Regions from separate parts of the Mus musculus genome. Here region 2 is linked to region 1. Evidence: chromatin contacts called from public Hi-C data. All regions are on one chromosome and are shown on one strand. Each heading gives the region's core, a stretch centred on a gene start, on an enhancer-like site or on the middle of the called end of the contact. The rest is flanking DNA. Distances are from core to core; before and after follow the strand shown. Region 1 overlaps Slc13a1 (solute carrier family 13 (sodium/sulfate symporters), member 1). Region 2 has its middle 160 kb from the start of Iqub.

Region 1 (4,749 bases), core at 1,627-4,126:
GAACCAGAGCAAGGCCATTACAATGAAGATCACCAAGGTCACGATTTCTTGATACCTGTGGAAGAAACCGCTGCTGTCGTTTCTTAGTTTTCAAAATTTTGAGAAAACTGGGCTATTGACAAGCTAGTCTGAACAGTCCGTGGCCCTTGTGGGACCTCAGAGTGCTCTTACAGAGGTCGCTTTCTCCTTCTCAGCGTTTCCACCTAGCACATTTTAGTAGGGCAATGGTGTGTTCTTCAGTATGGTAACAAGTAGTCACTGAGCTGTGTGGGTTTGTGGTCTTAGCAACTTTCTTTGCTGGCAAGCGCTTGATAATTGGCTTTAAAATAACTGGTGTGTGTGTGTGTGTGTGTGTGTGTGTCTGTGTGTGTGTGTGTGTATGTGTGTGTGTGTGTCTGTGCGTGTGTGTCTGTGTGTATGTGTGTGTCTGTGTGTGTGTGTCTGTGTGTCTGTGTATCTATGTGTCTGTGTATCTGTGTGTGTGTCTGTGTGTGTGTGTGATGTGAGTGGTGAGTGTGTGTATGTGTGTCTGTGTGTACTCATGCGTATATTACCTCATTGGCCCAAGTTTTTCATATTCTTGTTTGATCACCTTTGCACAAGCTTTTTCTTTGAGTGTTTTGGTTTTGCCACACTTGAACATCTTAAAGCTGAAAGAGACAATAAGAGTTAAGGAAGCTAGTTTACCACCACCTCCCTCCCTTATAGAAGGTTTGTCTGTGAATGCTTTGTTAAACTTCCCTCTACTGACCCCTGGAATCCATGCCCTGCGCCTGTCTGTGCTTCTTTCTCCTTCGCTGACTCTTCTTTCCTCTCTGGCTTTGTCTGGCTTGCTCCTTTCTAGATGTCCAAGTTTCGCTTTACCATCCATGATGTCTTCTCCTTATCTCTTCCTTTTAAAGATCATTCGCACCCCTCATACATTTCCACCCCCCACTCATCCTGATCACTCTCTATGCAATGGTAACTATAAATATGTAGGAATACTTGATATCTATATTGCCTTAAAAGTATATTTCTTGTTCATCTTGGTCTCTTATTTCTGTGCATAAGGAAGTTTCATCCCATTAGGCAGAAATGGAGGGCAGGGACAGGACAGTAAACAGATAATCTTTTGGGCTCAGTGTCTTAACATAAGCACTATACTCACCCACTCCATAACACCTCTGGCAAATCTGAGACACTTATTTTTGTCAGATCTGTCAACTCTCACAAATATGTTAAAGAGGTGACACCAGGCCATAAAATTATTGAAGTTAGACTCCAAACTAAGCTACTCAAAGGGGAAAAAAAAACTGGAGTCCGTTGTTTTCCTGAGAGATTCACCCGCCCTAAAAGCAGAGTCCTTAGACAAGTCCTGTTTACTCAGTAGTAAATATCACTCCTCTTCTGCCTTTAGCTGCTTGGTTCTACAGCCCCTTTTCACTGTTATTGTTTTATTTTCCTGGTCTAAGGTCTTCCAAATTTTGAAAAATTTTTGTGGGACATTACTGTAGATGCAGATTTTTTTTTAAATCCCTCTGGAGGAAGAATCAAGTGGGAAAATTGATGCTTAAGGTTTGCCTCTTGGAATGATTGTGAGTAGGTTAGCTGGGTCCTCCTGAGTGAGCAGTCATGGTGGGAACAGTCTCCTAGTCTCCTGTAAGCTTATTGTTTTGGAGAGAGAGAGAGAGAGAGAGAGAGAGAGAGAGAGAGAGAGAATGGGAAAAGGAGTTAGCACTAACCAACATAGATAGTTTGTGCTCGGTCATCGTATCTTCATGTAATTTTGCTGCAAAGCATTGTTCCATACTTCCTTTTAAAGGAGCTAAATTTCCTTGATTCTTTTTGTTGTTTGGTTGGTCTGGAACAGGGTCTCTTTATATAGTTGCTATATAGACCAGGCTGACTTCAAACTCACCAAGATCTGCTTGTCTGTGCTTCCCAAGGGCTAAGGGAGTAAGGTATGTGGCACCATGACTAGGTAAACAGAGTTTCTGTAATTCCTAAGCCTTTCATTTTAGACATTCCTGATCATCCTCATGCAAACATGATCACCTCTGTAACTAGTTAGATATTGTTTCCCTTATGACTAGGACTAATTAAATCTTTGTTTTTATTAAGTTTCTGGATATTGGCAATCTCAAATTTTTATCCCTAATCCCAACATAAATACATAATCCAAGAAACAAGTCTGAGGACTACCGTGAGAAAACTATCTGTGAAAAGAGAAAACAATAGACAAAGATAAAAACTTTTCCTTTTCTACCCTCTAAGCAGCTGCAAGTGCGCTTTCTCTCTCTGGCTGCAGACAGTAACCGGATCAAGCTGAATTTGCTTGCCTGCAAATGAAGGATAATCTTCAACAAAGGAACCGATGGAGCATATAAGACTGTGTGTCAACCTCCTTTCCATTGTAATAAACGCAGAGGTCTGATGGATGAGCTCCTGGTATGTTGGGGCTGTTTATAATGAGCGAGTTAGCTGTGCTAACAGCCAGAACACTAATCAGAATGTATGGTAGCCTGCCAGGGGAGTGGCAGCTAATTTCTGTTTGTCAGTCTAAAGCCTTTAGAGGGACACACCTTGGCAAACTGAAAAGAACTCTGAAAAATTGGTTGGAACATGAAACTGCCATGTCTAACCAGGAATGGACAACAAGAGGACTGTTGAAAGACAACACTGACCTTATTGTAATATGCCTGCCCCATATTAAAATAATAGTGGGGGTTGCATATGTATTTGTTTAAAGTCATTAAAAGCATCAACAAAGAACGAAAACAGCAGGGGTTTAGTCACTAGACAGTGTGCCTGTGTCCACTGGTTCAGGATTCTTCTCCTTTGTGCTCCCAGCCTTGCTACCTGTACAACTGAACCAGTCCCGGAAAGGTTGGATTCCCTGGGAGGGGCACTTTGTATGCAGCTGGCCTGTCACACTGAAGGCCACCTGCTGAAGTCAGTGACATTCCACACATTTGCTTCAGCGGGAAGACTGCCACATGCTGCTCCCACAATCTGGATAGAATGTTTTTTAAAACCATCAGTACTATCTTCCAACTACTAGCACAATTGGGCAGTTAGAGAGGAAAAAGATAAGATGAAAAAATAGAGAGGGGGGAAATGTCAGTCATTACCTTGCTAGACCTGGAAACTATGGTCACAGATAAAACACCACCCCCTACTGTACTGTGTCATTTTTTTCAAAAGAAGTCCGAGTAGCTGAGAGTTCACCTTCACTGTCTTAGAGAACAGTGTGCTGCTTGATTCATAGGTTCTTGGAATTATTAAAATTAAACTATAGAAGTGAATTTTAAATATTTTATTAGTCAGAAAATAATTTTCATTTGTGATATATATGTATATATCCTAATTATATGTGATGTAAAATTCCTAATGGAGAATTAAATAAGTTGAAAGTACAGGCTGCATTTTAGATTTTCTTGATTAGCCCTTGGTGGGCTCTATGGTGGCTGTATTCTCAGTTATACAACCACTGAATGCTTATCAAACTACCAGCTTCAATCTTAGAAAAGCAGGGGATTCACTTAGTATACAGAATTTGACATTTTAGTGCCATCAGTGGTTCTTTACTTTCCAGTATATCCTTACTTTGGCTGCTGCAGTTCAGTTTGGACTCTTGGGTGTTGACATCATAATGCTAGAAGTGATCTTACCAAACTGATGAATAAATCCTCTTGTTTACAGTAGAAGATACTAAGACTAATCATGGGCAGGACTTGAAGAGATTACTCATCTGCCCTGGGGTTACTTCTCCTGGTGCTTGAATAATAATGGCTCCCATAGATTTATATCTTTGAATACTTAGTTGCCAGTGAGTGGAACTCTTTGAAAGGATTAGAAGGATTAGTAGTTTAGCCTTTTTAGAGAAAATGTGTCATTAGGGGTGGACTTCAAGATATCAAAAGCCCATGCCAGACCCAATCTCTCTATGTATCTCTGTCTGTCTGTCTCTGTCTGTCTCTGTCTCTCTCTCTCCAGATCAGAATGTACCACTCAGCTACTTCTCCATCACCATGCGTGCTGTCATGCTCTCTACCATGTTGATAAAGGACTAAACTTTGAAACTGTAAGCAAGCCCTCAATTAAATGCTTGTTTCAATAATAGTTGGCCTTGGTCATGCTGTCTCTTCACAGCAATAGAACAACAGTAAAGCCATCTCTCTTCTCCCAATTATTAGTTCAACGTCTTTCAACAGAGAAACTTTTCAGATCTCTATTTTACTTTATAGTTTGAAGATGTTATTAAGTTTGAAGTTCACATGAAACAGGGAAACCCTGCATGTTAACAATTGAAAGTAACTTGATAATCCAAGAACATTCATCCTAAGAGGCACAGCAACATGGATTCTCACAACTCTACCGTGATAGTTGGATTGGGACCATGACATCACCAGTTTCTTATGCCTTTCTGAGCAGTTACTATATCACTGGTTTAAGACTTAAAGGGCATCTATTTAGACCTGTACTTTATAGATTCCACCAATGCCAATGTTATTTACATTATTCCAGTCTATCCTAAAAATGTGTTCAGGCATGCTAATTTTCTGAATGCAAAAAAAAAAATGTGGAAACACAGCGCGTGTAGCATAGAGGAGAATTCAGGTATTCTCTCTATCTAGATATAGAGGTGAAAGCACCGTGCAGATAGATGCCTTGATCACATTAAAATAAAATGTCTACTTACTCGAATCCTAGGTAGAGCCACTGGAGCCAAATCCAAGACAAAAGTAGAAGAATTAGAGCAACCGG
Region 2 (4,690 bases), core at 1,245-3,744, 240 kb after region 1:
GGAGACAGAACGCGCTTAATCTGTAACCCCTTTACACATAACTCCGAAAACCTATGGCCAGTCATCTTTTAAAAAATTAAGGAATTTGAAGCCACATGATATTTTAATGGTTAGCTAAGCCAATTGCTTAACATTTCTCAGGAGAAAAGGCTTTGTCAGAGGCTTCAGGGTCTGCCTTGGTCGGAAAAACAAAATGAGAACAACTTGAGGTTAAAGGTCTTAGCTTTGATTCACAATTCTAGAGTCAGGCCGGAGGAGGTCAAAGAACTCTAGGCTGGGGAGGCGGTGTTTACAGCTAGCAAATGGAAATGAGATGGAAAAGTGCTGTTGAGAGCACTGGTTCCTGTTGAGCCCCGACCTCATTTGAGTCAGTTGGCTGCCCGCGCTACTTCCGCTACTTCCGGGAGCTCGCTAGCATTAATCAGCGGGGAGACACAGCTGTCTGGAGACACAGCTGTCTGATGTAAAAGCACCCTTCCGCCCTGAAGCATTTATAGTTGCAGTACATGCTAAGCCAGGTTAGCAGTCCTCAGGGAAGGACTCCTCTGCCCAAATGCAAATTAATCCAGCAGCTTCTATCACTCTGTCTCCTAGGAGTAATCTAGAACTATGCAACTGTCTGTCCAGGGCTTTCTATAGGCCCGCCTTCCTTCCTACAATAATGTTTACAAAGGCATGACGCTCCTTCCGTTCATACTCATGATTCCATCCCTTCGAAGCACTTTAACCACATTTAAATAATGGACTTAAGTAAGCATAATTGACCTTAAATTAGCTGCTGTTGTCGTCAAATTGTCAGCATTGTCCCCAGTCTTTCTAAGAAGTCAATATATTGAGTTTCCCTGCTGTTTGCGGGTCATGCATCTAGCTGTTAGGGGTAGAGGGAAAGACATCACAACACTGTCTACGCTGTTGAGCAACAAATTCCAACAGCTGGAAAAAATGTGGAAATGCACTAAGCCATCCCAATTGACAAGACTAAAAAAATAAAATCTCCCACAAGAAAGAGCTGAGAAACAAGCTAACAAGGACCCTTTCTTTACCCTTAGAGATTTATTTTTAAGTTATTTGTTTTTGTTTTGTTTTGTTTGTTGTTTGTTTAAAAAAGGCTTCTGGAGAATCGCTATCTTGTGGCAAAATTTGAACAAGCATTTCTTCGTTTTAATATCTTACTCAAAGAATCTTCTCCATACCAGGTAAATATTTGGTGAAAAATGGCTTCTGTGCGTGTGCAAATGGAGTTGATAACAGTCTTCCAAAGTGCCTTTTGATACCTTTAGAATAAACGAAATATAGGTTATCATTTAAACGGCACTAAAGATTGTAATTTTATTTGGGAAATGGGTTCGTTTCTTACCCTTTCCTTCTACAAATAAGATTTAATTAGCCCACTCCATTCATCAAAAATAAAGTAGAGCATGGGAGAACAAGCAGAGGGCAAGTTGTTTGCTGGGACGACTCAGTGCACACGTTCTGTGATGGGTAACCGTAAAACTTTAAAGTACAACCCTTTTTTTGTATGTGTGTTTGTACTAGGGTAAACTAATGTCTGAGTCAAATTGGTGTCAAATGTATTGAAGTCAGTAGGAGTTAAGGAGTAATTTCCTTACTGGTTAACTACGCGCCACCTTAGCATCTCCATATGTTAACAATGCATTGTCAGCAGCATGGGAGACCTTCTTGTAAGAACCCCTGGCTAGGTGCAAGCTACTCTTTCTTGCCTCTTTAGGACAGAATTGTCTGTCGAAGCTGCTTCATCCGATTGATTGGTAGCTGTGGCCTTTAAGTTTGGAAATGTTTTGAATATCCTCTTCTTCCTCAGTGGTTGTAATTGTAAATTTTAGGAACACAGGAGAACTGAGTGAATGTCAACGTAATAGACAAAGGACCCATGGGAGAATCCAACAAGGACTGCTTTGGGAACTTTGTGGAGAGGATGATAGTGGAGCTCATTCCTAAGGAATGGGTTCTTCTGTAAAGAACAGAATCGAGAAAAAAAAAAAAAAAGAATGGAGGAAGGGACTCGCAAGAATAGGAAATGTCTGGGCATAGTCGGAATTATAAGGGGATATTATTATTAATATTATTATTATTATTAGCAGGTTTATTGTATTGGGAAGCTGCTCTCAGGCCAGAAAGAGTTTACTGGCCCCAAGGACCAAGGTTAGGGAAGTGAGCATGGGGAAAGGGGGTGTGGGGTAGAGAAGGGAGAAAGAGAAAGGGCACACATGCAGAGGTAGAAGAGAAGGGGAGAGTCTTTCTTAATAACACTGTTTGGAAGCAGCTCAAGATGTGTCACTAAAGAGAGTATTGTATTTGAAACTCACATCGATGTTAAAAGACATTTTGATCACCTTTCATCCATATCTGAAAGCATTGTTGAAAATAAATAAATAAAAGAGGAATAAAGAAGAAAATAACCACAAACAGGAAGTCATTCGGCTCCAGAAATGTGTGTGGAGCTTTGGGGATGAGCCTTCTGGGTTCCCCGGTGGTGAGAGCCACCACAGTCCCTGGACATGCTCGGGAGAAAGTGTGGGAAGGTCTTTGGCTGCCTTCATCCTCTGAAATGGAGCTGATAACTCTCTGAAATGCGGTAATAATGGCAAATTAGTCTGTCTTGTTCCAAGTGATTTCAATATTATTTGGAGAGTTTTCAAATGCTTTTGAATTAAGAGAATGATTGCTACCCTGAATTTTAGGAGCTTTCAGAAAACTTGAAATACTTGTATTATTTTATAGCTGAAGTACTTTAAATCTTCCAGAATGTTATTTTATAAATGCTTGTATATATCAAAGTCTAAGTAAATGCTTAAACGGCGTTAGAGCCTCGATTTCTTCATTTTAGAAGGAATCAATGCGGACTACATATATAAATCATATATATTTTAAATGTCTAATAGCAGCGAATTATTATTGCATATTAGATTGTTATAATTAAATCTTATGGGGGGAACAATCCTTACAGCGTATGAATGTCACCATATGGAGAACTAAGTCTCAGCGCTGATCCCATTATAACTGGCTAGGTAGTGAGAGGGGAGGCTAAGCTATGCACAGTGCCTCAATCCTGACCTCTAGAGGCTGTTCTGAAAAACTGCAGAAGGCTACACCGTCGCAACAGCTGGGACTGTATTGTATAAAATCTCTCTATATGCACTAACCTGTCCCAGGTCACAGCAAGCACACAAGGGAATTATCTTATTGTAAACAAGATATTATTCTAGAAAGGAGAATTCCAAGCAGTTTTCATTATAATACAATCCTTAATTCCAGATGACTGGAATTTCTAACCTACTCAATTAGTATTTTATATGTTCCAGGCTCTAGAAGGAATGACAATTCATCATTTTCTTATTTCATCTTTGATGATAATTGGAAAGACCCTAAATTTTCCTTAATCTAACATGCAGGACTCATATCGAAATCTTCTCCCATTTTCACGTGTCCAATACAAGCCCTTTCTTGGAGAGCGCCGATTGACTTTAAAGATTGTGTACCACTGAGGGACATGATTGACTCGTGGTACTTCATGAAATTTCTCACCTTTAGATCCATAACATGGCAAAACACCAGCCTATAAATTGTAGCTAATTAAGTCAGTTTGCTCACCAACTAATTACTGGGATTTAATGAACATGAAGAAGTGTTACTCAGATCTTAGAGATCGTCCTTACAGTTGTGTCTCACGGACACCTGTGCGTATAGCCTGAAGATAACCTGCGTGCCACATTCTCTGTGCACAGGCTCTATGACTGTGACCCATCATATAAGGTCATGCTTCAGATGTCCCCGTTCTGTCTCATCAGCACCGAGCACACTTCAGACTCTAGAGTACTTCAGATTTCAGATGAACGATGGTCAACCTATATGGCTTACATGTTTTATTTTCAAGACGTCATCATTGACTTACCGGCACAGACACTTAATATAAGCCACTTTCCTTTTATCGCTTATGTTTAAAATATTTATTTACTTGTAAAAGTATTTCTGTCGTTTTATCTTTTTAAACTTGCTAATAAAGTTGTAAAAATAGTAAAGAGTTGTAAAATATTTTATAAAAAAGACTGTAATGTAAAGTGAATAAGTAAAAAGAATTAAATTTAATTTTAAAAGCTAAAAAAAAAACATGAAAACTAACATTAGTTATAAGGGATAGAGAAATGACTGAGCAGGTAAAGACTCAGCCAAGTGTGACAACATGAGTTTAATCCTGGGACCCACATAACAGAAGGAGAGAATCAACTCTCTCCCTTCTATCATCCTTTACCTCCACAAGCAGTGTGCCCTGCATGTGTGCCAACAACACACAATACTTAGATATATGTATCTTAAAGTCTCCACTGTTTAAAAGCAGACTCTATCACCAGTTAGGAGTGTAAGCCTGCAGACATGTCTGGATTGCTTACACTAGATTAGCCTCTGGGCATGCAAAAGAGAGTTTATCTTGCTGGATTAATTTAGGTGGGAAGACAAAAACCACACCTTTGATGGGGGCTCAATATTGCACAAACAAATGAAAGTTAAGGTGAGCAGCAGCAATGTTTCCTGCTTCCAGACTGTAGATTCAAAGTGACCAGTTGCTTCAAGCTCTTGCTACCAGGGCTTCCCCATCATAGTGGACTATCCCTAAATGTGTGCACCAAAACAGATTCTCCCTTCATCTGCTTTTGCCTAGGTAATTTATCAC

What was found. A called contact is a pair of places that touch in the nucleus more often than the background predicts.
Region 2: a contact with region 1 is called in a Hi-C map of cerebellar granule neurons, with 5 times the contacts expected there. The contact joins two enhancer-like sites. A contact is called at or near these places in 1 of 15 datasets of contacts at CTCF or cohesin (stem cell-derived epiblast-like cells), 15 of 484 Hi-C or Micro-C datasets (the AML12 cell line, brain, cerebellar granule neurons and 7 more) and 2 of 115 datasets of contacts at active chromatin or transcription factors (bone marrow-derived dendritic cells and kidney).

Annotation. Positions count from the first base shown.
Region 1 is chr6:24,103,460-24,108,208 of GRCm38.p6, forward strand. It overlaps Slc13a1 (solute carrier family 13 (sodium/sulfate symporters), member 1), which reads right to left. Exons shown (of 15, transcript NM_019481.2): 8 at 4,685-4,749; 9 at 555-650; 10 at 1-55. Among named protein-coding and RNA genes, the nearest start is that of Slc13a1, 62 kb to the right of the region's middle. Within about 2 kb of position 2,877, at least 19 of the 459 cell types and tissues checked have an H3K27ac peak or open chromatin away from gene starts, as enhancers often do. A contact at or near this core is called in cerebellar granule neurons, where this site is marked.
Region 2 is chr6:24,348,012-24,352,701 of GRCm38.p6, forward strand. No RefSeq gene overlaps it. Among named protein-coding and RNA genes, the nearest start is that of Iqub, 160 kb to the right of the region's middle. Within about 2 kb of position 2,495, at least 2 of the 459 cell types and tissues checked have an H3K27ac peak or open chromatin away from gene starts, as enhancers often do. A contact at or near this core is called in cerebellar granule neurons, where this site is marked.